Regions from separate parts of the Mus musculus genome. Here all the other regions are linked to region 4. Evidence: chromatin contacts called from public ChIA-PET data. All regions are on one chromosome and are shown on one strand. Each heading gives the region's core, a stretch centred on a gene start, on an enhancer-like site or on the middle of the called end of the contact. The rest is flanking DNA. Distances are from core to core; before and after follow the strand shown. Region 1 overlaps Atp10a (ATPase, class V, type 10A). Region 2 overlaps Atp10a (ATPase, class V, type 10A). Region 3 overlaps Atp10a (ATPase, class V, type 10A). Region 4 has its middle 6.4 kb from the start of n-TEttc7. Region 5 holds the start of Atp10a (ATPase, class V, type 10A). Region 6 overlaps Atp10a (ATPase, class V, type 10A).

The links. ChIA-PET counts read pairs in DNA pulled down with a chosen protein or histone mark.
Region 1: an RNA polymerase II ChIA-PET map of memory CD8 T cells shows a contact between it and region 4, with 52 read pairs. The contact joins two enhancer-like sites. A contact is called at or near these places in 5 of 39 promoter capture datasets (3T3-L1-derived adipocytes, embryonic stem cells, hippocampal neurons and 2 more), 2 of 484 Hi-C or Micro-C datasets (both in CD8 T cells) and 4 of 115 datasets of contacts at active chromatin or transcription factors (memory CD8 T cells, microglia, pancreatic cancer cells and 1 more).
Region 2: a contact with region 4 is called in an RNA polymerase II ChIA-PET map of memory CD8 T cells, with 69 read pairs. The contact joins two enhancer-like sites. A contact is called at or near these places in 4 of 39 promoter capture datasets (the 3T3-L1 cell line, the C10 cell line and hippocampal neurons), 1 of 15 datasets of contacts at CTCF or cohesin (the NIH/3T3 cell line), 12 of 484 Hi-C or Micro-C datasets (the AML12 cell line, CD4 T cells, Th1 cells and 8 more) and 7 of 115 datasets of contacts at active chromatin or transcription factors (the NIH/3T3 cell line, bone marrow-derived macrophages, double positive thymocytes and 3 more).
Region 3: a contact with region 4 is called in an RNA polymerase II ChIA-PET map of memory CD8 T cells, with 3 times the contacts expected there. The contact joins two enhancer-like sites. A contact is called at or near these places in 2 of 484 Hi-C or Micro-C datasets (Th1 cells and regulatory T cells) and 7 of 115 datasets of contacts at active chromatin or transcription factors (CD8 T cells, the NIH/3T3 cell line, bone marrow-derived macrophages and 4 more).
Region 5: an RNA polymerase II ChIA-PET map of memory CD8 T cells shows a contact between it and region 4, with 116 read pairs. The contact joins the promoter of Atp10a here to the enhancer-like site in region 4. A contact is called at or near these places in 1 of 15 datasets of contacts at CTCF or cohesin (CD8 T cells), 3 of 484 Hi-C or Micro-C datasets (CD4 T cells, CD8 T cells and double positive thymocytes), 6 of 115 datasets of contacts at active chromatin or transcription factors (CD8 T cells, effector CD8 T cells, forebrain and 3 more) and 2 of 9 other capture datasets (adipose tissue and liver).
Region 6: an RNA polymerase II ChIA-PET map of memory CD8 T cells shows a contact between it and region 4, with 63 read pairs. The contact joins two enhancer-like sites. A contact is called at or near these places in 4 of 39 promoter capture datasets (3T3-L1-derived adipocytes, liver, pre-B cells and 1 more), 2 of 484 Hi-C or Micro-C datasets (CD8 T cells and ventral hippocampal neurons) and 3 of 115 datasets of contacts at active chromatin or transcription factors (CD8 T cells, effector CD8 T cells and memory CD8 T cells).

The regions. Positions count from the first base shown.
Region 1 is chr7:58,684,427-58,689,096 of GRCm38.p6, forward strand. All of the region lies in intron 1 of Atp10a (ATPase, class V, type 10A), which reads left to right. Among named protein-coding and RNA genes, the nearest start is that of Atp10a, 29 kb to the left of the region's middle. Within about 2 kb of position 1,710, at least 109 of the 459 cell types and tissues checked have an H3K27ac peak or open chromatin away from gene starts, as enhancers often do. A contact at or near this core is called in CD8 T cells, memory CD8 T cells and regulatory T cell precursor, where this site is marked.
Region 2 is chr7:58,748,145-58,752,975 of GRCm38.p6, forward strand. All of the region lies in intron 2 of Atp10a (ATPase, class V, type 10A), which reads left to right. Among named protein-coding and RNA genes, the nearest start is that of Gm39019, 20 kb to the left of the region's middle. Within about 2 kb of position 2,302, at least 98 of the 459 cell types and tissues checked have an H3K27ac peak or open chromatin away from gene starts, as enhancers often do. A contact at or near this core is called in memory CD8 T cells and regulatory T cells, where this site is marked.
Region 3 is chr7:58,820,054-58,824,813 of GRCm38.p6, forward strand. Atp10a (ATPase, class V, type 10A) reads left to right here. Exons shown (of 21, transcript NM_009728.2): 17 at 4,247-4,447. Among named protein-coding and RNA genes, the nearest start is that of Gm39019, 91 kb to the left of the region's middle. Within about 2 kb of position 2,463, at least 83 of the 459 cell types and tissues checked have an H3K27ac peak or open chromatin away from gene starts, as enhancers often do. A contact at or near this core is called in CD8 T cells, effector CD8 T cells, memory CD8 T cells and 1 more, where this site is marked.
Region 4 is chr7:58,390,761-58,395,076 of GRCm38.p6, forward strand. No RefSeq gene overlaps it. Among named protein-coding and RNA genes, the nearest start is that of n-TEttc7, 6.4 kb to the right of the region's middle. Within about 2 kb of position 2,236, at least 25 of the 459 cell types and tissues checked have an H3K27ac peak or open chromatin away from gene starts, as enhancers often do. A contact at or near this core is called in CD8 T cells, effector CD8 T cells, memory CD8 T cells and 2 more, where this site is marked.
Region 5 is chr7:58,655,888-58,660,893 of GRCm38.p6, forward strand. It overlaps Atp10a (ATPase, class V, type 10A), which reads left to right and starts at 2,315. Exons shown (of 21, transcript NM_009728.2): 1 at 2,315-3,028. The coding sequence starts at 2,568.
Region 6 is chr7:58,708,926-58,713,444 of GRCm38.p6, forward strand. All of the region lies in intron 1 of Atp10a (ATPase, class V, type 10A), which reads left to right. It overlaps Gm39019 (a long non-coding RNA gene), which reads right to left. Exons shown (of 5, transcript XR_003946773.1): 3 at 2,461-2,541; 4 at 595-751. Among named protein-coding and RNA genes, the nearest start is that of Gm39019, 20 kb to the right of the region's middle. Within about 2 kb of position 3,071, at least 77 of the 459 cell types and tissues checked have an H3K27ac peak or open chromatin away from gene starts, as enhancers often do. A contact at or near this core is called in CD8 T cells, effector CD8 T cells and memory CD8 T cells, where this site is marked.

The sequences.
Region 1 (4,670 bases), core at 460-2,959, 290 kb after region 4:
GTAGCTGACCCAGCCCAGACTGAGGTAGATGTCTGAGGGCTGGGCCTATTATTGTTGTCAGTTCACCATAGAAAAATGTGAAAACAGAGACTTTTGGTGCTAGAACAAGATGGTATCAATTCACTTTAACCTGCTCCTCCCTGTACAACTTGACCTTGGAAGTAGTTCAATAGGCTACAATCAAAAGCCAAGGGATAATAATAGCAGGGGACCTGTAGGATCTGAGGACAACTGTCCGGGGCTTCTGTTCTAACTCCAGGTGCATCCAGCCTAGGCACAGGAGATCAGAATCTGAACCACTTGTCTGTGTAGACAAAAGCATTCACAGCACAGCTTAAAAAAAGATACTGTGGAGGCCCCATGGAGATCCAGGGTACCTCATGTCAGGTTCACAGCTAGGGTACCAGTCAGCAGGATGACCCCTTATTGTTCCACCCTTGTCTTCATCAGAGAATTATCTCATGTCTTGCTTGTTTTCAAATTGTGTTCTTTGTTTTGTTAATGTTGAATTTTGAGTACTTGTCATCATCTTGTATCTCACCGTTTTAAAATTTTTAAATTACATTGTGTGTGTGTGTGTGTGTGTGTGTGTATCCATGAGTATGTGTGCTCCTGTATACTCTAAAGAGGTCAAAGGACAACTTATTGGTTCTTGTGGGTTCCAGGAGTCAAACTCATATGGTGAGGCTTCCGGGCAGCTCCATTATCCTGTGAGCCATCCCATAGGTTCCAGTATGTTACCTTTCTGTACAAGTCAAATAGCTATGGTATAAAGAGATGTGCTAATGCACAAACACTGCTCATTATCCCTGTGCTGATTTAGGAATGCCACAGCCCTTTACTCTTGATGTTGGCATTGTAACTGTTAATGAGGGGAGGGCAATATGAACCACTGTTGGCACCAGGTAAACATGTTAACACACTTACTACAAGACATAGCATTCATAGAGAAATACTATTCTATTGTGTTATGAGATGTTCCTGAAATGCAAAGCTTATGGGTAGAGAGGCACCTACTGTTTGAGATGGATATATACTGAACACAGAGCAGGGTGAGAAAGTTCTCAGTTGGGGAGGTTTCTGAAACCGTGCTGATCACTAATGGTGAGGAAGGCTGCTTTAGTTAGGACACTAGTGCTCTGCAGTGTTTCCCATCTTTCTCTTGCTTGCTCAGGGAAACAGTTTAAGGACATATCACAGACAGTACTATTATCAGGAGCCACAGTTCTTAGAGGGGTGCTTCTCCCCAGAATCCCTAAGGGCCTTTACTGCATAATGACTTTCAAGATGCAGGGCATGAAATTTACAGCCACAACACTGTGAACTTGCCAGATCTTGAAAGCTAATCAGGGTTGGGCCTGATTAGTACTTGAATGAGAGGAATTTAAAACTTGATCTGAAGTTGAGTGATAACACTTAGTTGTTCAATCAAATTTTTTTTAAAGAAAAAGTCTATTCCAGGCTGGAGATGAAAGGGATAGCTGGGAGAACTGAGCCAAACCCTGAGGTTATAATTCTAACACTGTACAGCCTTTTGCGGAAAGGCCTCTTGGACTTGCACACTAATATGTGGCCACAAGGTCACACAAAAGTGGCTTTATGGGGGTAGGGCTGTGTCACCATCACTTAGCTGGATATACAGTGGGCCCTTTTCCATCTGACATTCTGGCACCTGTACTCCATTTGTTAAAGGAAATGGATGGCTAGGCAGATGACTAATGTTCTAGTGTCTTCTTCCTGTGTTTGTAGACAGGTAACTCAGGGCAACGAGCCATATATCCTTAAGCTTCTTGAATTCTTTTTCAGAGTAATGCACTCTTTACTTTTGGGATGTGTTAGTTGTGCATTGAAAAGTCCACTTTAAAAACCACTCTTGCATGGGTGAATATCCTTAGTCCAAACATCTCAGAGCACAACACAAAGCCCCCTTTGCTCTTGAGCTGCTGCTGACCCTGGAGCCTAGCTAGGTCTCACTCCTGAGCTTGAGTGCTTTTCCTCTCAGCCACACGAGTGCTTCGATTGCAAGCATGGACTGTGGATTCAGTTGTTAGAAATTTTTCGATGCCAGAAGTAGAAAGTGTTACAATGATAGACTATGGTCAAAGGGAAGGTGCACTCAAGTAATGAATAAAAGTCACTTCATGCTGTTTGTTTTAGGGGAATTATAAATACATTTGGACTTGGGAGCTATGCTGGCTAGTTTTTATTGTCAATTTGACACAACTCAGAATTACCCAAAAGAGAGAACCTCAACTGGAGGTATGCTTCAACCTGATTGGTCTGCTGCCGTGTCTGTGAGAGCCTGATGTGGGAGGGCCTGACCCACCGTCACTCGTCACTTGGGCAAGTGGGCCTGGGTTGTGTAAGAAAACCTAACTGAGAACGAGCCAGTAAGCAAGCGGGGAGGGAACTTCCTTCATGGTTTCTGTTTCAGCTCCTGTCCTGACTCCTCTCAGTGACAGTCTGTGACATGGGAGTGTAAGCCAAATGAACCCTTTCCTCCCCAAGTTGCATTTTCTCAGTGTTTATCACAGCAGCAGAAAGCAAACTAGGACAGATGGCATGCCTAAGACACAGTGCTACAGTATAGTGACTACACATACATGAGCATTCCCAAATGGGAAACATTTAAGTGTGAACCACTTTTGGTTCCAAGCATCTCGTATAAGGGATCCTCTACTATACCTGTTTCTGTTATGTTTGAATTGGAGCCAATGAGTACCCATGTTACCTCAGGAAAACCTGCATGTCTGGTTGAGTACATGTATAAAGTGCTTTTTCAAGTGGCTAGCTCCTTCTAACAAGTGAGGTGGACTCCCGGCAACTCTAGATGAGGATAAGGGTAGGTCTGTACTCTTCCCTGTGCAAGTCATAGTGTTGCCCATCTCTATGGCCTTGACATCCCCCCTGGCCTTCTTGTTCTGTAATTATTACAGCTTCTTAGTACTTGTATCACTTTCCAGAGCCACCTTTCTACCGTTTCTATATATATGAGTTTGGTTTGATTTTTAGCTGCTATTTCTGAGTAAAATTATGTAGTATCTGTCTCTGTGTGTCTGGCCTAATTCATAGGTTCATCTATGTTGTTATAAATATTAGGATTTCCTTTTATTTTTTTTGTTGGTAATAGATACATAATCTCTAAAATACCATGTGATGTTTTGACAAATTTTCTTTCTCTTTAGATTCTGAGTAGTAGTTCACGGTGCCTACAAGCCACACTATTTATTCATCATTGAACACTTAGGTTGATTTATTATCTTGGCTATTGTGAATAGTGTTGCAGTGAAATGGGGAGAGACGAATGTATAAGCCTAAGCACTTAATAGACAACATGGGGGATTATACTCAATAATGTAGTAATATTGTGTTGTAAACGGAAAGTTTGTTAAAAGAGCATATTTGGGAGGTGAAAGCTAAGCAACAACGAACTAGAAATGATGGATATGTTAATCTGCCTGTTTCTAGTGATGTCATCTTGCTGTGTATATGCATATCAAAGCACTCTAGTGTATTGTTTAGATATATCTTTGAAGAGTTGGTGGCTGAACCCTGGACCTCACACATGCTAGGCAAGTGCTCTGTCACAGAGACACACCTCCATCCATTCTCTCTCTTTTTTTTTTCACTTTATTTTCAGATAGTTTCACCGAGTCACCCAGGGTGGCTTTGAATTTACAATCTTTCTGCTTCAGTCTGCTCAGTACCTGGGATTTCAGAACCCTACCACTGTACCTGGTATATAATTTTAAGAAAATAAAAGAAAGCTCCATGTCACTTGCTACATGGGCACAAAGGCAAAATCCCTGGCCTTTGTCTTTGAGAATCTTAGCGACTGAAAGTGTGATGGATGCATGCACTTATGGCTTTACCGGCTAGGTGGCCCCTGGTCTGCTATGGCTTTAAGGTTGAAACATCACTGCTGTCCTAGTATTGTGGAGGAGGATACCACTCATGAGACAGTGCTTGGAAAATGCTAGGATAGACCTGTCACTGAGATGGACTATCCCCAAATCTGCTCAGGAGATGAGAACACTGTGAGAACTGGTGGCTAGTCATTTTGGCTACTTGGCTGAGGAAGATGTCTTGGAGAAGGTTGGATTCATGGTGGGTTTCAGAGCAATCTCAGGGCCTGAATAGGTAGGTGGGTCATGGTTATAGAACATCCACATGTGATAGCCCAAGTTCTGTATTCCTGCCCCTGTGTGCTTTAAGTATAGATCTTGTTTTGATGCTGGTATTGTTACTTCTATGGTCAGAAGCTTTGACTTTGCCAACTCATACCCATTACAAGAAAGTAGTCCAAACAACCTAGTGAAAGGAAATTCCAAAGGGAAGAGAATAAACAAAAAGAAAGGATACATAAAAAGACCCTCAAGGATGTCTACCTGGGAAAGATAGAACAGGGATATACAGGATGGGGGCGGGGATGTTACAGTGGAGTACAGTAGCCCCCTCCTATTGCAGGCACATGTTTTGAGGCTCATAGCTGTTGTTTACAGCACAGATATTACACAACCCTGTGTGTACTGTGCTTCTCGTATACACATAGAAGCTTTCACCACTTCACAAAATGGAACATGTTACAGCGTCTCTTTGCATGTCCAAATTGCCATCATGGTCTCATGCTTCACGACTATTATCAGGGTAAGATTTTCATGGGGGCACAA
Region 2 (4,831 bases), core at 1,052-3,551, 360 kb after region 4:
GCCTGCCCTTAAGAGTGTTTTGTTTCTTCAGTGAGACTCCCTTTGAGAAAAACTAATTTTTTTCAAATAGTTGGAGATAGATTTTGGGTCAGTAATGTGTACATTTCTCTTTTCAGCTCTGGGAGCCCACCTGGTGCGGACCCATGCAGGCCCTGTGCACGCTGCCGCAGTCTCTGAGTTTTTATGCGCATCTCTTGTGCTGTGCTTGGAAGGCCATATTTCCTTGTTCTCCATTCACTTTGGCTCACACACTTTCCACCTCCTCTTCCACCAAGTTCCATGAGCCTTGAGATTTGTTGTTGAGGGATTTGTTGGAGGCATCCCATTTATTGTGGAGGATTTCAAGGTCTCTTATTCTCTGCATATTTTCTGGCTCTGGGTTTCTGTATTCATTCCCATTTGCTAAAGGAGAAAGCGTCTCTGATGGCTGAGCAAGGCACTGATCTTACTCATAGATTCCCATGGGACTCTATTAACCAGCAACTCAATTAGATGTAGCCAAGTCCAGACTGGGAACTTTCTTTGGTAATGAGACATGTTCAGTTGGACTCTCTCCCGCCTATTATTTGGTGATATCATTTAAATCTCCATTATATATTTATATACAGTAGGAAGCTTCTACTATATTAGGATTCTCTATGAGCCCTCACATGGCCCTTAGTTTTAGCATCCCTCTCTGTATTTCCTCTCTTGCTCTCTCTTTCCTCCTTCCCCCATTTGATCTTCCCATTTCACTCCCCCATCTACAAGTCCATCCTTAACTATCTATTCTTATTCCTAGGAAGATACAGCCTTCCTCTCTACCTCCTTACTCTGTACCTAGCCTCAGTGATTATATGGTTTGTAATTTATCAATGACTTAACAACTAGCATCCACATATAGGAGGATGCATACTATATTTGTCTTTCTGGGTCTAGGTTAGCTCACTCAGGATGATTTTTCTAGTAACATGTATTTACCCATGAATTTCATGATTTCATTTTTAAACAGTGAGTGTAATAGTCCCTTGTGTAAATGTATCTCATTTTCTTTATCCTTTCATCTATTGATGGACATCTAGTTTTCTTCTAGTTTCTAGCTATTATGAGGAGAGCCACAAAAAAACAAAACAAAACAAAAAGTTAAAAAAAAAAAAAAAACAAAAACCAAAAGGAAACCATGGTTGAGCAAGTGTTTTTTGCAACAGAATGAAAGTTCCTTTGAGTATATACTCAAGAGTAGTATGGCTGGATCTTGAGGTAAACCCTTTCCCAGCTTCCAGAGGAACCTCCAGCCTGAGTTCCCTAGTTGCTGTACAAGTTTGGATGAATACTCTCCTTACTCTACATTGCTGCCTGCATGACTTGCTATTTCTTATATTGATCTTGGCCATTCTGTCTGATGTGAGATGAAATCTCAAAAGTGTTTTGATTTACACTTCCCTGATGACCAACGATGTTAACCATTTCTTTAAGGGTTTCTCAGTCATTTGAATTTCTCCTTTTGAGATTTCTGTTTAGATCTATACACTATTTTTAAATTTGGTTGTTTTCTTGATGTTCAGGTTTTTTTTTTTTTGAGTTCTTTATATATTTTGGATATTGATCCTCTGTAGAAGGTGGAGTTGGTAAAAAATGTGTAGCCTGTACCTTTGAATGGTGGTGTCCTTTGGTGTACGTAGCTTTTTAGTTTCACTAACACATTAACTGTTGATCTGAGTACATATGCGAATGGAATTCTGTTCAGGAAGTCTTTTCTTGTGCTAATGACTTCAAGACTATTGTACATTTTGGTCCTCTGGAACCTAAGTGCTGCCAACTCTTTCAACATAGACTAAGCAACATAGAAACTCACCCGTTAAGTCTTAACAGAAAATGTCCAGCGGAATGGAGGAGAAAGGCAGCTTGTGTCTTGCCAAGAGAAAGTGATGCCTCATATGAAGGTATGAATGATACTCTTGGCTCATATCCCAGCTTCTAGACCGCAGGGCCCAGCACTGCTCAGTCATCTCTGCTCATTTTCACTTTCGGTCTGGAGGAGCTAGGAGTAGAGACACCTGCTGACGTGTTTCAGCTGCCAGATCTAAGGGTTTTTACAGCTCTAGTTATGGGCAGCATAGCTGAGGTCTCCTACACACATATTTTAGACTACTAAAATCAAGAATTACACATTCTGGAACTTAAACCTGAATTTATTTTCTCAGTCCTGGAGACTGGACGTTAGGGGTCAAGGTAGGGTTGGCTAGGGCTTGGTAGGGTTGGCTCCATCTGAGCTGCTCTCTTCAGTTTGTGGGTAGCCATTTCTTTAGTCTTCACTGGTTCTTTCCTCTGTGACCTCATCTCCTGTCTTTATAAGGAGACAGTCACAATGGGTCAGGGCCTACTCTAACACTCCATTTTAACTCACATCTTCAAAGGCTTGTTCCATGTATACAGTCATATTTGGTAGTTCTGCATAGGACTTTGAAAGAGGCACAATTCAACCATCAGTGTATTTTCAGAGGGAACTTTACTCCATGTGCAGTGTCAGTCACATTGGTCATCTCCATGAGCTCATTCAAGCTCACTCTGCTCCCAGAGGTGGAAAGTGCCTTTTCTTGATGAATTTCCGGCCGGAAAAATCAGCAATAGTAGAAGAGAACCTTGGCTCAGTAATATATGGCTCCATTCTTCCAGAAAGCTGACTGTCTGTGTATTAATGTGCTAATTACTAAAATCTGGGAATGACAGGGCATCATAAGGAGCCAGAATCTGTGATGGAACAATATTCAGAACTTGTGCTACATGGATTTATTTGTTTGTTTGTTTTTAGAGATGTGTTAAATGTCAAGCTATTAGTTGCCAAGACAGAAGAATCTTTTTCCTCAAGTTTTTTGTTTTTTTTTTTTCTTTTTTTTTTTTTTCTGTAGAAATAGTGAAAGAACACCTTTCAACCCCTGGCTAGAATATACTTTTTATTATAGGATTTCCTTGAGGGAAGACTAATTTCCACTGGAAGAGATATCTTGTGTTTCCCAAGTTGGTGTTTGTTTTACATTACAAAAAGAGCCGGGCCTTGGTTTGCTTTGTTCCCACAGTTAATGAAAAAATAGCAAGCACAGATCTGCTGAGAGTCCGTTTAGAAGCCTGACCTTGTGTTGGAGGTGGGCAGGGTGCTGCTGGACTGGAGGAGTGGGGCACATCTATGGCTTGGGCCCCTGCTTTTCTGCCGCATTATAAGCCTGTATTTCTAAGACTGCATCTGTGAAATAACTGCATCAGAAAGCATGAGCACTGTTTTAAGCAAAGGGAACAATTTTCCTCTGATTGCACTGTCCACCCAATGTCCTCAGTTAACTGTGGCACGAGCACTGGGAAAGGTTTAGTTCTGACCTCTCTCCACTCTCCTGGGCTGGGTCTTGACTGACAGCGTTTTATTAGTGGTCTAGTCACTTCCCGATCAAGCTCAGTCCTGCCTCTGAAGTCTCTCTGACCCTGTGTGTTCAGGTACACGTTCCCTGAAATGGTGGCCACTGTTTACCTGTACACACGAGCTACTGCTAGTGCAATCAGAACGTGATCCTCACCAGGACCCAGCAGGCTTATTGAGTCCATGTAGCAGGACTCAATGAGCCTGCTCTTGCTCCTTCGCCTGCTTGCTGCGTGAGACTGAGTATCTGCTAGACTTCCATTCACAGCTGCGACTGAACCATTGTTGGGAATTGGGCTGCCAACTGTAAGTCATCAATAAATTCCTTTACTATTTAGAGACTATCCATAAATTCTGTGACTCTAGAGAAACCTGACTAATACAGAGTAATAGTAGAATAGACCTTTTGACCCACTATTGTGAGGTAGGTCATGTCCTAAGATTTCCCTGGGTTCTAAAGGGTCCATGCTTGAAGCACTGTGTGGTTGCTTCTTTGTCTTCCGAGCGAGGATCTAGGTTTAGAGAGGTCTCACTTTTTAGTCACACAGCAAGCCCAGCATTGAGGCTCCAGAGACTGTCTACCTCATGTGCCTTCTGCTTCCTACCTGCGTTATTTCATACACACACACACACGCTGTGTCTGGCCTGTCCTGCAGTTTGAACACAAAAGCTTGGCTCCTTCCGTTGCCTTCCCAAGCTGCTACATTACGCTGTGTAGTCTCAGTCTCTGCAGTCCATGCTTTGCAGCAGCAGCTGCCAGGATGTCATTCCTAAATAATAGCTCTGACCTTGGAACTCTGGCTCAAGAATTTCACTAGAAAGACACACTTTGAGCTCTCTGGTGAAATAGAGGAATGGATCCCTAGACCAGAGCAAATGGCAGGTTATTTGATTACCGTGCACAAAGAAAACAGCCTAAGGAGAACCTATGCGTGCCGAGAATCCAGGAAGAGCAAAATGTCTATGCATATACATATCTTTACACACAATACTACACTATGGGGCTCACTTAGGGGCCGTTGGTTTGAAAGGGAGTCTGCACTAAATTGGAATATTGACAAAACCCTTGCTAGATTATTTCTGAAATACTTTTCTTTGGTTGATGCATTGTGACTTGATGCCTCACTAAGTGACAGCTCTGATCCCCAACCTAGCTGTTCTCCTAGTGGTTTGGCAGAGGCATTGTGACCCTTTGCAGTTAAGCACACAGAGTGAGCTCCAGGATTGCAGGATAATGAATGGAGCCTGAGCTCCAGGAGTCTGCTTCCGTGACAGATGTGGAAGCTGGGCTTCCTTCCTAACACACATGGGACGGGGTCCATAAGGAGACCTTTTGAGGTTGAAGGGGATTGGATGGTTGAGGTGCTCCATATGACCTGTGCACAGCACAATACATATTCAGGAAAGGTAAATGTAGCTGTCATTTGGACAGAGTAGGATGAG
Region 3 (4,760 bases), core at 1,213-3,712, 430 kb after region 4:
GCTCTCGAGTATTCAGCTTCTCTGCGTGTGTTTTGTAGGAGTGTTTCACAGGCATGGCCACAGTAGGAAAATGATTTCTCTGCTGTAGACCAGGAAGGTTAAAGAGAAGAGTGTTCAGTGGTCCTGCAATCAGAAAATTACTTAATCTTGTGTAGTTCAGGCATTAATGGTGTCTATCAGAGACACACTCACACCAGGCCTTGTACAAAGCCCCCACATGTGCCCTTGAACCTAGTGAAAAAGGGGGATTGCACATCTTTTTGTGCTAAGAGTAGATAGATACTTTTCTGGCTAGCTTTAATAGGTAGCTCCATTAAGGGAAGACTCCTCCTAGAATAGATGTGCTGTGAATGTTTGTGTCTTTTTAGGGGCTTTTAATACAAAGCCCTTCCTGATCTCTCCCACATGGTCCCTCATGTTTAATCCTAGTTCCTTCATACTCCATAGGCTTGCAGGATGGAACACAGGACCATCACAGAACTCTGACTCATTTGTAAGGTTTCTAGACATTCTCCTGAGAGGCTGTTAGACTGCTCTCTTGGCTCTGCCTCTAGCAGCTTGAGGCTAAGTGAACCAACAAAGAGACAAACTAAACTCTTGGGATAAATGAGAATCTAAACTTGTTCCAGAAATCTCACTGTCTAGGTACCAGAACTCCAGTATCAAAATACCTTGTCCTCTTCTGAAAAAGAGTAAAATAAGTTAAAAGGTTTAAAAAAAATTCTTTTTTTGTTAAATATATTTTATTTTATTTTTAGATTTTTATTAATATTACTTTATTTTTATTAGATACTTTCTTTATATACATTTCAAATGCTATCCCAAAATTTCCATATACCCTCCCCCCCTACCCCCGCCCTGCTCCCCTACCCACCCATTCCCACTTCTTGGCCCTGGCATTCCTCTGTACTGGGGCATATAAAGTTTGCAATACCAAGGGGTCTCTCTTCCCAGTGATGGACGACTAGGCCATCTTCTGCTACATATGCAGGTAGAGACACGAGCTCTGGTGGGTACTGGTTAGTTCATAATGTTGTTGCAGACCCCTTCAGCTCCTTGGGTGCTTTCTCTAGTGCCTCCATTGGGGACCCTGTGTTCCATCTTATGGATGACTTCTAATGAAAACCTTCATGCTAACTCTAAGCTGATGTCAGTATAGCTCCTTTGTATTCTTAATGGTTCATTCTGGAAACTGACACATTTTCTTTCCTAACCTCTCCCACCCACTGGCCTGATTACCAAAATGTCTTCTAACAAATGAATACAAGATGCTCAGAACCAATCAAGATATGGCTAATTGAGTAGATTTAGAAATTAAATCAGATTAAACTCTGCCTGGGACCACATCCCCAAAAAAAAAAGTTGTGCTGTTTCTGACCTTGTGAGTTTATGTGTCCATTCATTGTAAGCCAGTATTGAATTGCCAGCACGGTGCATCCTCAGATACCCAGAGCCTAGAGTTTCCCAATTCCCTCTGCAGAAGTGAATGGCCTCTGTAGAGTAGGCCAGAATGGAATGCAGCCTCATTTACTTCAGTCTTTTTAGTGGCAACTTAAGCACATTGCTTCTAAACCGATAGTAGGGTTTTGTTGTCTTGATAACAACCCATTACAAGTTGAAAATATCACAAATGGAAAACACATTCAGTCCACCTAGATCAACTACTATCATAGCTTTGTGGCACAGAACCCTGCAACATTGTTACCTTGCAGACAGCTGGGAGCTTTGGCTCAAAACCACTATCCATCATTTTATGAGAGAATAAAGCCCAGGCAAAGAACCAATCAAAATTCAAAATTTGGGTGAATGCATATTGCTTTCACCCTACATCAAAAACTTGAAAAAAAAAAAACTAAATTGAGGCCTCATAAGTTGTAGACCATGTCTGTTTGACACCTTTGGGTTATAGTTTCTTTTAATCTCCCCAAAACAAAACTAGGAATTAAGCTAGCTTATCTCTGTCATTCCCAATTCAGGTTTGCCAACTTGAGAAGGTAGTGAGAATAACATACTGTAAGCTTTCCAAAGTTTTGGAGGTAAATCGAGGCCAAAGTGGCAGCCTGACATGTGTACACTCTCCTTCTGCTCACCTTGTTAAGCCTGCCTTTGTTGGAGAACACAGGGAGGAGAATTAGCCTGTTTTCCTTCATGTAAGATGCAGGGCTTTGTTAAGAGCATTTATCCACATGAGGAGTTCAAGGGTAATCAGTCCTCACAGGAGAGAGTCATTAATTTTAAGAATAAAATGGCCTTTCCAATAAAGAGCAGAGAAGAACAGTTTCCATAGTAACCGAGCTTTGGGAATAAAGCTCTTTGGTACGATGAGAGGGGGCTCTTAATTATCTGAGTATTTTTCTTCCTGTTCCCTTTGACTCCATTTGCTTTACTATGACTCATAAGGCTGAGCCCACGGCGGGTGAGCAAGAGTGAGCTGTGGGCGGAAGGCAGGGGGGAAAAATCAATGAAAAGCCCAAGACTGTCAGTGGTTTGTGTGAAGGGGGGAAGGTTGCATATTAGGAAACTTAAGTCATAGATTAAAACAGTAACTTGGGGGATTTAGTCATCGCTTCCACCCACATGGACTAGCATTTCTTCTGATCCTCAGAAGCAATTTTCTAGGCTAGATACTAAAGCCCAGAGACAGGTAAAGTAGCTCTGCCAAGAGCTGGAGACATAAAGCAACTCTTTCAAGAGCCATGAAGAGCTGTAGCTCAGAACCCTCACTGGGCTCAGTGGAACATTCATCCACTCTATCACATCTCTTTTGGAGACTGGTCCCCTGCACCTTAAGCCAAGATTCATGTGTTTGAACAAGTTGGATGTATTGCTCATACTCTGATCAAGTGTTTTCATATCTCATTTCTGTAAATGTTAAGAGGACTTTGAGTGTGAGCCTCAAAGAAGGAAATGAAGACATTAAGCTAGGAAGAGTATGCCTCTGACAAGAGCTACAGTATTCCAGAGATCTAATGAGTGTTTTAAGGTATCAGATCCTTTACTTCTCAACATCCCCCACCTCCAGCCCCATGTAGGTCTCAGTGGTATGGCCATATCATGGACAGGGAAACTGAAGTAGAGAGGGTGATATGATCTATGCCAGATTACACAGTGAGTCTGAAAATACATTATATGTTGGGTTTGTATCACTATACTATAATAAGTGAAATAAATAAGTTATAAAGGAAACGGTTTTTATTTTGGCTGACTGTTAGAGGTTTGGGTTTATGGTGAGGCAGCACATCATGATGGGAATAAAGATGCTTACCCCATGGTTCTCGGAGAGGCAGAGGGAATTGGGTTTCCAGTATTCTGTTTAATGACATGCCCTCACTGACTTCCCTTCACTAGGCCCACCTGTTTTGACTACCACTACTCCAAATAGCTCTGCGATCTGGGAAAAGAGCTTTAACTTAGGGGCCTCTGGGAGACACTTAAGATCTGGACCACAGTGTTTTATATCTGTCATCAGACTGCCATGCTCCCCATGTAAATGCAGCCCAGCCACTGACAACCTGATCCAGTGAAAGTAGAAAGACCTACCTAACCCACAGCACTGCTGAGCAGGCTATTCAGGCTCTCTGCTTCATAACATCTGTATCTTGGCCTTGCACTTGTGTGTGCCTTCCTCTAATGGGAGCTGTTGATAATTTTTCACTGTTCTTTTTCAAATAGAAAGTAAAAATGGGAGGATCATGAATTCAAGGCTAGACTGGGCCACATAGTTAAACCTTGTCTCCCCCGACCCCCAAATAAAGGAGGAGAAAAGAAAACACAAAGAAAATGGGAAAACAAGAGGACATGGGCTCAGAGATCTATCCTAGGGTAGTTGTTTGGGAAGAAAGGAAAATGAAAGCCCCAAGGAACAAGCCACAGGCCCCCTTGAAAAGTGAGCCATTATAAGCCCCAGTCACACCTTGATTGTTTAATGTTGATCATCTCCAACTCCTCTGGCACAAAAATCTCATCTCTCCCTAAGATGTTCTTAGGAATTTTAAATTCCTGTTTCAAGTCTCTTGAAGATAGGAGGTTGTGGTAGAAGAGGGTATGAGGCAGGCTACAAGAAGGCTGGAATTTAGGGCTGCCTTTTGGGAAGAAATCACTGCCTAGTCACTTAACCTACAGAAAATCTCTACAAGGATCTTGGGTCCTTTAGATGAGTCTCAGTAGTGACAGCAAAAACAAAATAAAACTAATAAAGAAACAGACAAACAAAAACTGTTCTAAATGCCTTTGTTCTCTCTTGCAGATGTTTGTGGGTCTCTTGTTTTGGTTCCAGTTTTACTGTGGCTTTTCTGCATCTGCCATGATTGATCAGTGGTATCTGATTTTCTTTAATCTGCTCTTCTCATCACTTCCCCAGCTGGTGACTGGGGTGCTGGATAAAGATGTTCCAGCTGACATGCTGCTGAGAGAGCCACAGCTTTACAAGAGTGGCCAAAACATGGAGGTAAGCTCCCTGTGTCTCCCAGCCCTCCATTCTCCACTCAACCTTCCAGAAAGTAAAATTCCCCCAAATCTCTACTAATAGACACCCCTGGGAAAAAATTGAAGTTGTAGAAGGGATGCTGTCTGCTAGGCTCTGTAATACATTGTGTTAGCTTTGCATTGCTAATACAAAACACTTAGAAGAGACGATTGTTTGCACAGAGGGTTCTGGCAGTTGCGATCTAGGATAGGGCAATTCCAGTTGCGCTTCTGGTGACAGTGCCTAATCATCAGGGCAATGGTGAGAAACACATACTGGAGCAAACTGCTCATGT
Region 4 (4,316 bases), core at 986-3,485:
GTGTTGTGAATATTTGAGCTTCCTTGCTTTTTCAGGAAAAAGAGTCTAGAGGCATAGAGCACATATAGCACCCAGGTCTTAGTTTTGGGTTCTATTCTCCATTATATGGGACTAGAGTTCCTTGGAGAAAGGTTGCTTCAGAGACTGATATGGGAAGTATATAAGATAAGACTAGTGTGTCATATTGTGGAAAATCAAGGAAGTACACAAATATATGTAATAAATAATTAAATAGTACACAATGATATTTCTTGTAAGAAGAAAAATATCCTCATTGAAGCCACCAATTCAAGTCAGTTCTAATACCATTGACCAAGAGGTAACATTGGCTCCCAAAATCTACCCTCCTCATGAAGGTACCAGCTGATAGCCTATGCTGTTTTCACCTGTGTACTTGACCCACCTCACCAGCTTTAAACTAGAATTAGTATAGCTCCCTTCTTGGGTTCAATTAATATGCTAGACAGGCTCAGAGAATTCCATTTATTATAAAGGATGCTGCAGAGGGTGCATAGAAAGAGATAATAGAAAAGTGGTAAACCCTTTACTTTGGGGTTTTTATTGGTGGTGTGAGGGGGGATGGAGGGTGATGCTGTTTTGGTTTTCTTTTTCTTTTTCTCTACAGTGATGGGGATAAAATCAGGGGCCTTGTGCATACTGCACATTCTACCACTGAGCTGCATGGTCATATCTAGTGGATTCTTGTGGAGACTTGACTACATATGCATGGTTGAAGGAATCGCCAGCTTTGGGCGATAATATTTAACCTCCAGCCTCTCTCCTCTGAAATTAGTGAGTCTTAATTTCACAATATCAAACCTTAAGAAAGAATCAGGAGGAAAAAGAGGGAAAACCAAAGGCAAAGGAAGATAAATTGGGGTGAGATAAGCCATTGTGTGCAACTGAATAATAATTCACACATGAAACTTTAAACTTTGAGTAAGTCACAAAAATAGTATGTGTGTCTGTGAATCTTATGGTGTGCTTGGAGTCCAGAAGAGGGCATGGCATTCTTGGGAAGTACAGTTATTTGCTGTCGTGTGCGTACTAGGATTTGAACCTAAGCCTTCTGGAAGAGCAGCCAGTGTTTTAACCTCTGAACTATCTCTCCAGACTCAAAGTTTTTCTTTAAGAGTGAATATTCTTGTCTTTCTTTTCTTTTCCTTTCCTTTCTTTTCTTTTTCTTTCTTTCTTTCTTTCTTTCTTTTTTTTTTTTTTTTTTTTTTTGGTGTTGTTTTTTGAGACAGGGTTTCTCTGTGTAGCCCTGACTGTCCTGGAACTCACTCTGTAGACCAAGCTGACCTCCAACTCAGAAATCTGGCTGCCTCTGTCTCCCCAGTGCTGGGATTAAAGGCGTGCATCACCACTACCTGGTGAATATTCTCTTATTGTCTCTCGGTAGTAATTTCTATTATCATAATGCCTATGGACTTTGTACATGGGAGAAGATAATATGAAAACTTTTATTCTTCTTTTCTTAAGACATGTTTGTATACAATATAGCTGTATTAAAGCTCTTAGAGTGTACTGAGAAGAAATGAATCGCTTTTGGCAAGTTACAGTATCAAGTTTCTCATAAGGGAGAAGAAAGATGAGAAATAGCCTTCAGAAAGGCACCGAGAGTCAGTGAAGATGTGTCTGCGTGCTGGAGTACTTATCTTCCCCACACCCTTGGAGTGATCCCCAGCACCATAATTAAAAATAAAAATGTATCTTTCTTCTGAAAGAAAGAGGAAAGTCATTTATATGGCTTCAGCAAAGAGCTTCTGAAAGCCTGTTTTGACAGAATGGGGGTTCTGAGAGCATCAAGACATAAGATCAAAACGCCCACAAGACTAAGATGAGAGGAGAAATGCCTCCCTTGTGAAACTCAGCCAGCTCTCTTTTAAGCAAATCTCTTGTAAAGTTTTTTTTTTCAATTCAGTGTCTAGATTTGCACAATGTAAATCCAGAGCAGAGACTCATTGGACAATATATTATTTACAGTCATGTCTGGAATAAAAGGCTTACAGTTGTCAGCAAAGACATAGTGAGTCTTCAGAAATATTTGTTTTTTAAACATGTTTCATAGTGGGTCATCTTCCACAGTTTTCATCAGCTTAGCTGTTTCAGAAGGACCTGTGTGGGAGCCACTTTTTCCTATCAGCCAAGGCTTTCTTCCTATTCTGAAGTGCTTCTCAGATGAATACTTTGTGTATGCCAACGGTTTCTTGAGGTTGGCACTGTGGTTTGAGTCATCTTAGTGAAACTATGACAAAAAGATGCGCCCAGAGTGAGAGTTAGAGTTGGGCAGACAAAACATGAACCAGAATCTGAGTATGGGGCAGGTACAATTATACCAAGAATACTGTGTGTCTGCAGTAGTGGTTCCTGTGTGCTCTTAATCTTAGGAAGTTGGTAAAGTTAAGCTTTTGTAATTAGAAGCTTTCTAACAAAGTTCCAAAAAGCACAAACTTCAGGCATACAAAAAAAAAAAGGCTAAAGATTTGAGATGATCCTAGGCTAACCTACTCCTCAGGATCCTACTTAGGAAAAATTTTACTCTCTCAGTACTTGTAAGTGTACAGATGAAGCATCTCCATCGTGGGTCCAAGATACACATGCTGGAAAAAGGGTATTAGACTACCACATGTTACATGCTAGAATGCAATGCTGAGACAGAAAAAATACAACTAAGGATGAGTAAGTAAAAATTACTAGTCAGTTAAATGCCTTAGAGGGTAAAGGTGCTTGGTGGCAAGGCACATGACCTGAGTTTGGTCCCCTGGACTCTTCTGATGGAATGATAGTACCAACTTCAGAGGCTTGTCTTCTGACTTCCTCATAGGTGCAATGGTACTAGCATGCTTCCCAGTCTCCTTCCCAACAATAAATCAATAAACAAACAAAAAGCCCAAGTAAGCAAATAAATAAGTATAATTTAAATTTTTCCTACATCCTAACACACAAGAAAACAAAATAAACCCAATACTAAAAGCTTCCTATGAAATATTGGAGACCTGCTTAGGTAAGAGCAGTGCAGCACTGAGGCTGCCTCGGCTGTGTTATGCCACTGTGATTTAATGAAGGACCAGCAGGTCACACTTGCTTTAACAAAGGTTGATGACTAGGTACAGTGAAGGGAGTGTATACAATATAGAAACGGGGGTGGGGGGTGTTAGCTAGCAGGGCTAGAAATGAGCTACATGATTCAGCTTCTGATTGGGTAAGTTAAGGAAAAACCTAAAGAAGCAGAAGACTGCTGTCTTCTGATACCACTTGAGAGTGGAGGACATTCTACAATGGAGGGTTTCAAATAATTTAGTTTATAGGAAAATCAAACAAACTAGAGACCCACGTGATGTAAACTGACAAGGATTTGTAGTTGCTAATCTTAGCCAAGGAAAGGACACGTGGTGTTTTGTGAGTGACAAATGGACTTGTTTTGGTCTGTGCTTATACAAATGTAAGTCATATCTCATGGCATCCATTTAGTGTTTCTTTACGGATACATATTTAGGACTAACCACATGAGATTAGATAAGCCACCAGGAAGCTCTTCACTGCAGAAGACTGATTCTCCTTCAAGAATGGAAGGTTTTAAGCAAAAGGTCATGCTAGGAGACTCCCTAGAGAATCAGACTGAAAAGGAAAAAGGCTGAGGACACAGACCACATTTAGAATGCCAGAAGTTACTATCCAGTATGTGATTAACAACTACTAAAGGTGCTGAACATGGACTAACAAAATCATTAGACGGAAGACCTGAGACAAGTCAGGCAGCTTTACAACAACTTGGGAATACCCTAAGGAGGGCATGTACCAAACAAGGGCCATGGAACTGAGAGAGCTGCTGGAACAAGAGCTTAGAGCTCTTGCCCTACAGCCCCAGGTTGAATCCCACAAGTGACTTTCAGCTTCTGGGAACCTCATTTCTTCTGACCCTTTCCAAGTCCCAAGGCCATGTTCTAATAGTTCTGTGATTTTATAAAAAAGTATAAACAGTATGGTACTGACACAAAAACAGATAGATAGTTTAATGAGATAGAACCAAGGGCTCTGATATAAGATCCGATACCTACAGTCACCTGTTTTTAGACAAAGATGTTGAAAATACACAATGGAGAAAAAGAAAGGATCTTTTAAAAATGGTGCCAGTAAAACTGGATATATACAAGTAGAAAAATTAATCATGATTCTTCTCTCTAATGCTGTACATAAATAAATAGCAAATGGATTAGAGATATCAGTGTTATACCTGAAACCCTAACAGTTCTACAAGAAAGAATAAAGAGTACAAGTCAAAACACAGCTTCAGGAAATGACTTTCTCAATAG
Region 5 (5,006 bases), core at 1,065-3,564, 270 kb after region 4:
GGCTACGTCACAGCCTTGTTTCTTGTCAAGTAAGCCTAAAGTCTATGCATTCGTCTGGTGGGCAACATCTAAGCTCAAAAGTCCCACAAAACCTGGGATTGTGTACATGTGTATGTGCATGCATGCATGCGTGTATGTGTGTGTAAGATGAGCTAAGACCAACTAGAAATACTGAATTTGGATTGGTTAAGAGTATGTGAGAGAAGATTCCAGACTGGTGGGGTAGTGTGACTCACAGAATCTTGGAATCTTAGCATGGAATGTAGACGGGGGGACACGGTCTGTTCTGAGAAGGGTAAGGAGGCCTCTCACCCTGGGGTTGGCAGGGACTAGAAGGTGCAGAGTTAAAGCATCTGGTGCCAGTTCCCCGAGGTCCTCAAGGGACCTTTGCCTGAGGAGTCAGCATTTGACTTTGAAAGCAACGGGGGATTCCTAGGAGCTTGAGGGTAAGGAAATGAAATAAAGTGCTCATGTGACTACATTGACAGTGGGGACTGAATGAAGCACAGATCTTAAAAGGGGGTCAACTGACTTGAAGGCTGTGGGGCAATCCTGGAATATCTGTAAAGACAAGCGACCGCCAAGGAATGAAGGAACTGGCCGACCTGGAACTCCACTAGGTTAGATGATGGAGTTGAAAGCAGAGTCAGGTGTTAAAGACTGGATTTTCTCCTAATCTTTGGCTTAGGATTGTCAACCCTGAGATGAGAGTTCTTTTGGGGGAAATGCAGACACTTTAGCCCAATGTTTTTCTTATCTTGGTTTCACCCTTCAAATTTGAACCTCTTACTGGGAGTGGATATTTGATAGGGAGGGAAATTTTCTCTTCTCTTCTCTTCTCTTCTCTTCTCTTCTCTTCTCTTCTCTTCTCTTCTCTTCTCTTCTCTTCTCTTCTCTCTCTTCCCTTCCCTTCCCTTCCCCTCTCCTCTCCTCTCCTCTCCTCTCCTCTCCTCTCCTCTTCCCTTTCATTCCTTCTCTCTTCCCTCCCTCCCTCCCTCCCTCCTTTCCTTCCTTCCTTCCTTCCTTCCTTCCTTCCTTCCTTCCTTCCTTCCTTCCTTCCTTCCGTAGCTGTTACTTTACTCTTCTAATGCTGGATTCTATTGACTACTATGGGCTTGGTCAAGGATGATAACCTCCAATAGCTGGGTAGCATGTGAACCAAGGAGCACAAGGTTGGACACCCAAAAAGAGGGATAGGAAAAGACAAGTGATTTTTCAGTAAAGCCAGATCAGGACCCTCAGAGGAAGTACCCAAAGCTAGCAAATGGTGCTGAGGTAGGGAGAGAAAGGAAGGACTAGCCTGTTAAAGGAAGAGGCTAAGGTCCTCAAATCTGAACACAAAGTACCCCAAAGTTATTTCTCATTTATTTGCCAGCCATGCTCTCCTAGACCACAAATATCCCCATTTCTCATCTCTGTATCTGTAAAGAGGCACACGGAGTGGAAGTTGTGGGCCCCTACTTCACCTGTAGTATGCTTCCCAGCTCCTTCCAAAGTCACCTTCAATTTCCCAATATTCAATGTATGTAAACTCCTCTCTCCCATCAACAGGAAAGGAACCCTTTGCTCACATTCCCTCAGCTGCCCATCAGGCTCCCTCTCTGCCCAGTCTTTTTCTAGATCTCTAGAACAAAACTGCCCTAGGGAATCTCAGTCCTTGTTTACCAGGCAGGGAAACAGTGACCCAAATGTTTCTTTGGATCTATATTATAATCTTCTCTTCTATGAAGAAATTTAAAAAAAAGTCCTATTTGGGGAACAAAGAATGTTGAAGGTAATTCTAGAAAAAGAAAATTTCCAGTTCACCAAAAAATTATATCTGAAAGTAAGTGCAAGCTGGAGGGTAGGGTGTTTTTTTGTTTTTTTTTTTGTTTTGTTTTTTTTTGGGGGGGGGGACAGAAATAGTGACTTTATGGAGAGTACTTAGGTGGCAATGCGCTTTTCAAAACATAATTTGGAAACTGGAAAATCGGTATACTAAGGATTCTGGGTTTAACTTCAAATGACCCAGCCTTGAGGAGGTCCTAAACCAGCTCTCCAGACAACATTTCCTGGTCCTGGATCAAGTCTGTCTGCTCTAGTTAGAGCGCGCGGGCTAGGAGGGGATGGGGCGAACTGATACTCAGTCTTCCTCTCTTAGTGGCACAGTGAGTTTGCAAACTCTCTGGGACTAAACTGGATGCCTCAGAGAAACGAAAGTAAAGCTCTCTAAAGTTTCCAGCGCGGGCTCTTTTTGTTTCCCGCTATCCGCCCAATCTGAATCTGGGCGCTGAGTGAGGGCGGGGCAGAGGAGCCACCTCGGCGGAAACCGCCCAGGCCGCCTGGGTGGCGGGAGGGGACTGCGAGGGGAAGAGCGCCGAGCCGGCCCGCGACCTCCTGCCCGCGGGGACTAGTAGACCTGGAAGTCTGGACAGGCTGCGCGGGCTGGGCGGGGCTCGGCACGCTGACTGTGGTGTCTGTGCGTCCCGCAGGAGGGGAGTCCGCGCTGCCGCGCCCGGGCGGCGGGCGATGATCACCTAGGAGGCTGGCGCGAGCGGCAGAGGAGCCGGGCGCGGCGACACGCGGCCATGGAGCGGGAGCTCCCGGCGGCCGAAGAGTCCGCATCCTCGGGATGGCGGCGGCCGCGAAGAAGGCGCTGGGAGGGCAGGACGCGCACGGTGCGCTCCAACCTGCTACCGCCTCTGGGCACCGAGGACTCCACGATCGGAGCCCCCAAGGGCGAGCGGCTGCTGATGCGCGGCTGCATCCAGCACCTGGCCGACAACCGCCTCAAGACCACCAAGTACACGCTGCTGTCCTTCTTGCCCAAGAATCTCTTCGAGCAGTTCCACCGCCTAGCCAATGTGTACTTCGTCTTCATCGCGCTGCTCAACTTTGTGCCGGCTGTGAACGCCTTCCAGCCGGGCCTGGCACTGGCGCCTGTGCTCTTCATTCTGGCGGTCACAGCCATCAAAGACCTGTGGGAGGACTACAGCCGACACCGCTCGGACCATGAAATCAACCACCTGGGCTGCCTTGTCTTCAGCAGGTGAGCCAAACTGAGCATCCGAAAAAAGGGTGTTGAGTGTGACTTGCACGAGTCCAGGATGGCCCGCGGAGTAGCCTGGGCCAGGTGAAAATCATTCATCCTCAAAGATGCAGGGGTGCACACAGGTCCCCTGTTCCAGATTAGCACTAAACTTAATTTCTAAACTAGAACGAACCAATGGTTGGCATCTGGTTGCACGTGTTTAGTTTCATCCACATCTGCCCTTACCCTATGCCTAGAATATGATCACCTGAAGTCCTGGCCTCAATCCTTGGCCAAGTCACCATGGCATTTAACACACAGGAATTTATAGCTTGGTCTTAGATAATAGATGTTTTGGGACAAAAAGTTCTGATTCATCGGGCACAGATTAGATTGAAGGTCAGGCAAAAACAACAGTCCATCCATTTAAGTTAGCTATGATCCCGCCACAGTCTGGGTACCATTTTTTAGTCTCCTTGCTCCTTCTCCCTGACCCTGCCGGTGCCCCTCTCTCTCCCTCTGTCCTCCTTTGCCTCTCCTTTTCTTAGGCTTCTTCTTTCTCCACCTTGCTGCAGTGTTTTTGAGATAGGATCTCAATGTAGCTCAGGGTGATGACCTAGTGATGAGCTTCCTTCCTTAGTTTCCCCAGTGCTGGGACATGCCACGAGCCATCTTTTCCTTCCTTCCTTCTTTCCTTCCTTCCTTCCTTCCTTCCTTCCTTCCTTCCACCCCCCCTCTTTTTCCTTTCTCTTTCTTTCCTTCTCTCTCTTTTTCTCTTTCATTAGTTCTTTTTAAAATTAATTAGTTAATTAATTTATTTTTCACTCCAGATTTTATTCCCCTCCTGGTTACCCTTCGACTTTTCCACATCCCATACCTTCTCCCACCCTTTCTCCACAAGGATGTCCCCACCCCTCACCCCACCAGACCTCTAAATTTCATGGGGCCTTCCAGTCTCTTGAGGGTTAAGTGCATCTTTTCTGATTGAACCCAGACCCAGCAGTCCTCTGCTGTATATGTGTTGGGGGCCTCATATCAGCTGGTGTAGGCTGCCTGGTTGGTGGTCCAGTGTCTGAAAGATCTCGGGGGTCCAAGTTAATTGGGAAATTGGGACTTCTAGTCCTCCTACAGGGTAGCCCTCTTCCTCAGCTTCTTCCAGGTTTTCCCTAATTCAACCACAGGGACCAGCAGCTTCTCCTTCCTTCTTCTTCTTTTTTTTTTTGTTTTTTGTTTTTTGTTTTGTTTTCTGAGACAATTTCTTTATGTAACCCTGTCTGACCCACAACTCACTCAGTAGGCCAGGCTGGCTTCTAATTCAGAGATCTACCTTCCTCTGCCTCCTGAGTGCTGGGGTTAAGGGTGTGGGCCACCACTATCCCCCTCTGGCCAAAACTTGTTTCCAGTGGAAAAGAGACCTTGAGGGGCTGCTTCCCAGGTTGGTGACCTGAGAGTTACTTCCTTCTGATGGAAGTCATCTCTCAGAACCCCAAGGCTCTGATGTGAGCCAGGGTTTCCTGGTGAACTTTCTCCCTTTATTCCCCACCTGGATATCCACATGGAGGTAGATCACCTTTGGAGCTCTCTGTTCATCAGCTGGAGCACCCCTGAAGAAAATGATGTCTTGGCCATCATTTGTAGTTCAGTTCATTGTTTGTCTCTGGCTTACCTTGTTGGACATGGCTTCCTAGTTGGATGATATTCTTCATGTTCAGTTTTTTTTTTTTTTTTCTTTTTTCGAGACTGGGTTTCTCTGTATAGTCCTGGCTGTCCTGGAACTTACTTTGTAGACCAGGCTGGCCTCGAACTCAGAAATCCGCCTGCCTCTGCCTCCCGAGTGCTGGGATTAAAGGTGTGCGCCACCACTGCCCCAGCTCATGTTCAGTTTTCACCATGCCTGAAAACACCCTAAGAAGCCCTGCTTTTCAGTGGCAAGTTGAGCCTTGAACATATGAGTGATGATGTTGAACTTATCCCTTGGGATAACTTAGAGGACTGG
Region 6 (4,519 bases), core at 1,821-4,320, 320 kb after region 4:
AATCCTAAAGCTGACCATTACTGTGTGGTGGACATCTATCTCTGGCCTTGATGTTTGTACTGGATAATTGGGTTTCATGGAATTAAACCTCTGCTTTGTGACTTGGGTATAGGGAGTGGAGGGTATTCTGTTCAGGTATGCAGAACTAAACTATCTGGAACTCAGTTGTAGCATCATTTTCTTTAAAAGGACATTCTGGTCCCTGAAGAGAACTTTCTTACAACCTTATTGTTCACAAACCAGATGGATATTTCCAGTTTCTAAGGCACATTGTGTACATACAAAAGAAATACAAATATTTGCACATGTTGTCATCTATTTTCAAAAACAATCCCAGACTCTGACAGACTTCATAGTACCATGTGATACAGCAGGCTCCATCTTTATTGTGTCCTTGCCCTCGTCTGGGAAATTAAAACTAGTTCTTTTCACCTTGTCGTAGACACAAAATGACTTCCCAAACTAGAAAGAATATAGTGCCAAAAGCAGTGTGCAATAGCTTGTTTGAAGAAACTGACTCCCGTCAAGCCAGTTTTACAACTCAGCATCTCTAGGGATCACAAGGAAATAGATACTTCACAGAGTCCCACTTACCTCAGACAGTGATGATGAAAGACAACTGGGTTTGGATCCATGACTCATGGTGTTGATCAGCAGCCATTTTCAGAGAAACTAGGTAGATGGCACCATCTCCAGTCTGGTACCCTCTGTTCCCTGGCACCCTTGCAGATTCTTGCAGACTGGTTTAATCCTGCTGAAAAGGACTAACTTTAATTGTCCATCTTGCCAGTTTGCCCTTAATAAGTTATGTCCATTTTTTAAATAAGTTTAGAAATGTCTTTATCTTTCTCTCATTTTGAACATACATTTTTAATGTAGAAAGTTATAGGATTCATCTTTCTTTTTTTTTTTTCATTAAGTTTTTTTTTTTTTTTTCAGTCTCCTTTTGCTTCATTGTTTGTTAGGAGGTTTGGTAATTGTCTTTCTCTCTCCCTCCTTGAACATCATTACTTATTTGTATGTTTACAATCTAGTTGTGGAATTTTCAGCAGTTTTGTGAGCCTGGGTCTAGCACCCCTCCCCTCCCCTACCCCTTCCCCACTTTGGAATTCATGGAACATTTTTAATTTGTGGCTGTAGTTTTTCATCATATTTGGAAATTTTTGAAAATTATTTCTTTAGCCCCAGCCTGGTTTCTGTTTACAACTGCATCAGCTTACTGTTCTTGCTCTTTTTGATTTTCATGTCACTCACGTTGCTTCCTCAGTTTCAGGATCTCTCTCTCTCTCTCTCTCTCTCCCCCCTCTGTTCTTATAATCGGTTAATCTGATTTATCTTTATAGATTTTTAAATCTACACAGTTAGTTCACATCCTTAAAAGTATTTTTAAAAATGCATTCTATGCATGTCTGAACGTGCTTGAATTTTTCTTCTGACATTTCAGACATGTGGACACATCAGCTGCCCAACACCCCTGTCAGGTCATTTCTACCATCTGTGACATTTCTGTATCTTTCTCTCATAGATTCTTACCCTCTGTAGTGTGTACAATTTCCTGCCTCTTTTTTTTTTTTTTTTTTTTTTTTTTTTGCATGCCTGCCTAACACCTTTTGGTTAGAGGCTCCCATGGTGCACTGTGCCTTACTGAATTGTGGTCATTTATGCTCCAGTATAGACAGATTCCTGAGTGGTTTTTAGATGAGCCTGGGTACATTCAGGGTGGTATGGCTGTAGACTCCCAAGGGGTTTTAGAATCAGCTAGCATACTCTGTTTGTTTCTCTGGAGGCCTCCTTTGCACTTTGCCTAGGTGGGATCCAAGCAGCCCTTTCTCCTGGGCTTACTTTTCCCAACGACTGAGATAGTATCTACCAGTTCACCTGTTGGCCTCTGAAATGTCTGATTTATCTCTCCTGGCTGGTGAGAACTAGAACTGTTGTGGAGATGCTCAACTCAGCATCTCTGACTCCTGCTCCTCTCTTTCCTCATTAAGACTTGGCCAAAGCTCCGGTGGAACCCTCTGAAGACCCCAAGAGGGTACTTTCTAGGGCTTCACTCTGCAACTTCTTGCTCCCTTGCTCCCTCTATACCCTAAGCTCTATGGTTGCTGAGTTTGAGACCAGGGTACTGCCATGCTCCTTGTCTTATTCCAGAAGACTACAGGAAAGGAAATGGGCTGACATGAAAATGACATGCTTTTGGCCTTACAGTAGAATCATTATCTATGTTTCTATCATTTAACGTGTAAAACACAAGTTAAAAATGTGTCACTTGTTTGTTGTAGGTGGGTAGATCATGGGCTGTAATGGCGTCTTTGTCAGAAGTGAGGTGTGGTCATTGCTGCAAAATAATTTATATGGAGTTGGGGCTCTTGACCACTTTTTAGAGTACTTGCAACATGCATGAACCCCTAGCTTCAGTCCCCAGCATCGCATAAAACCAAGGACATTGGTAGCACATACCAGTAATACCAGCACTCTGAAGTGGAAGTGGGTGTGTGTCTGCCAAGGTCATCTTCTGCTAGGAAGGAGTTGGAGTAGATCCTGTCAAAAATAAGAGAATTATACTTTGTTTTTTTTTTCTTAAAAAATATCCAGTTCAGAGGTTAATAATGTATTTGACTGCCAAGAGAAAATAATACTATAAATAGTGTGTTCCCATGAGTTGAAAGAAAAATAAAGGCAACCTGCTCCCCTCCTCCCCCCACAAAATCCAAACCAAAAACGGAGCAAAATGAGTATTTTTTTCCTCTGTACTTGAATCAGGTTGATTGTAGATAAATTAAGACTTAGATACTATCAGCAAAACATTCTTAGAGACTTAGGAACAAATGTAAAGTGTTCTAGGGGAAGGCTTGTGGGTGTGCTCACGGCGCCCTGCCTATCTTCCTCCGCTTTGAATGAAAAGAGAAATGTATTTATTTTTATAGTAATATTTCCTTAGAGTGATTGTTCAGCAGTAGAACACAGCACTGCATATTACAAAGCAGAAACAAACAGCTTTGTCCCGTGTACAGAGCACGATATGAAACTACAGAGGCTCTCTGTGGCAGGCAAGAAGCTTCGGGCCGGTTCCTGTTTCCTGCTTTGTTGTTTTGAGTGTGATGGATACCGTGGTCTTTGCCAGCCAATACTCAGAAACTAAGAGAGCAGTGAAAAAAAAAAAAGACATTAACCTGAAAAATGATTGTGGTTTTAACTCCTACCTTTCAGCTAGGAGCCAAGCCCAGCCCACAGTTTCCAGTTTTAATCTTAGGAAACATTCACTCTGCCGTGTGTGTGTGTGTGTGTGTGTGTGTACATATAAAGTATTTTATTGAATATTTTATTATTTCATATGATGTATTTTGATCAGATTCATTCCAACTCTTCCCCATTTCTTCTTCCTAATCCATCCAATCTCTCTATGCTATCCCCTCAACTTGCGGTCCTCTTTAAATAAGTCCATATTGCATTTATTTAAATCTGTGTGTGTGTGTGTGTGTGTGTGTGTGTAAGACTATCCATTGAGATTGATAAATAAATAAAACTATCTATGGAATGGAATAAAACCATTAGATAACCATAGCTCCCCAGCCAGGGGTGGGAACTCACAGAACCTGTTTTTATTTCATGCTAAAATGTTGACTGGCTTGATCTTTTGCAGGTCTTATGCAGGCAACCACTGATGCTGTGAATTAATGAGTATAGTGGTCTTATCATATCCAGAAGACACTTTCGTTCTGGTCCTCCCCAGACCCCGGCTCTTAACACTCTTTCTGCTTCCTCTTGCATGATGGTCTTTAAGTCTTAGAGATGAAAGTGTGATTGAGATTCACCAACTTGGCCAAGCTCTCCCCTGGCACTCTTCACTTAGAACAGTCCTAAGTTTCTGGGTTAACCACTATTGACAGCATCAACAAACTTTGCTGATGAAGTCTGAGAGTGCACGAATCTGTAGCTGGAGGGATATGATTCAGGGAACAGTTTAATACTAGGTCCATTTACCTAAATAATAGTAATAGGATCATCCCTGGACCTATGAGCTCTAAAAGCATGTGGTATTGGTCAGATTTTCAGTACTTAGGTATGTGTTTCCTTCTTGTGGTGTGGGCTTTAAATTTAATAAGGAAGAAGATTTAACCCCCAAAATGTACATTCCACTCTTCTATTTATTTATTTATTTATTTATTTATTTATTTATTTATTTATTTGGTTTTTCGAGACAGGGTTTCTCTGTGTAGTCTTGGCTGTCCTGGAACTCACTCTGTAGACCAGACTGGCCTCGAACTCTGAAATCCGCCTGCCTCTGCCTCCCAAGTGCTGGGATTAAACGTGTGCGCCACCATGCCCGGCTGCCACTCTTATACCCATAGATATAGCTTGCCATGCTGGTCATTATTAGAGTTCACAGAGTTCACAACTAGGTATGACTGTGAATGGATTTTCTTCCTAATTATGATTAGATCCGTTTCAGAGGGAATAGGTGTTGAATTAGGCTATGAGAGCAAGCGTTGACTGAGTCTGTAGCATCTCATTTGAG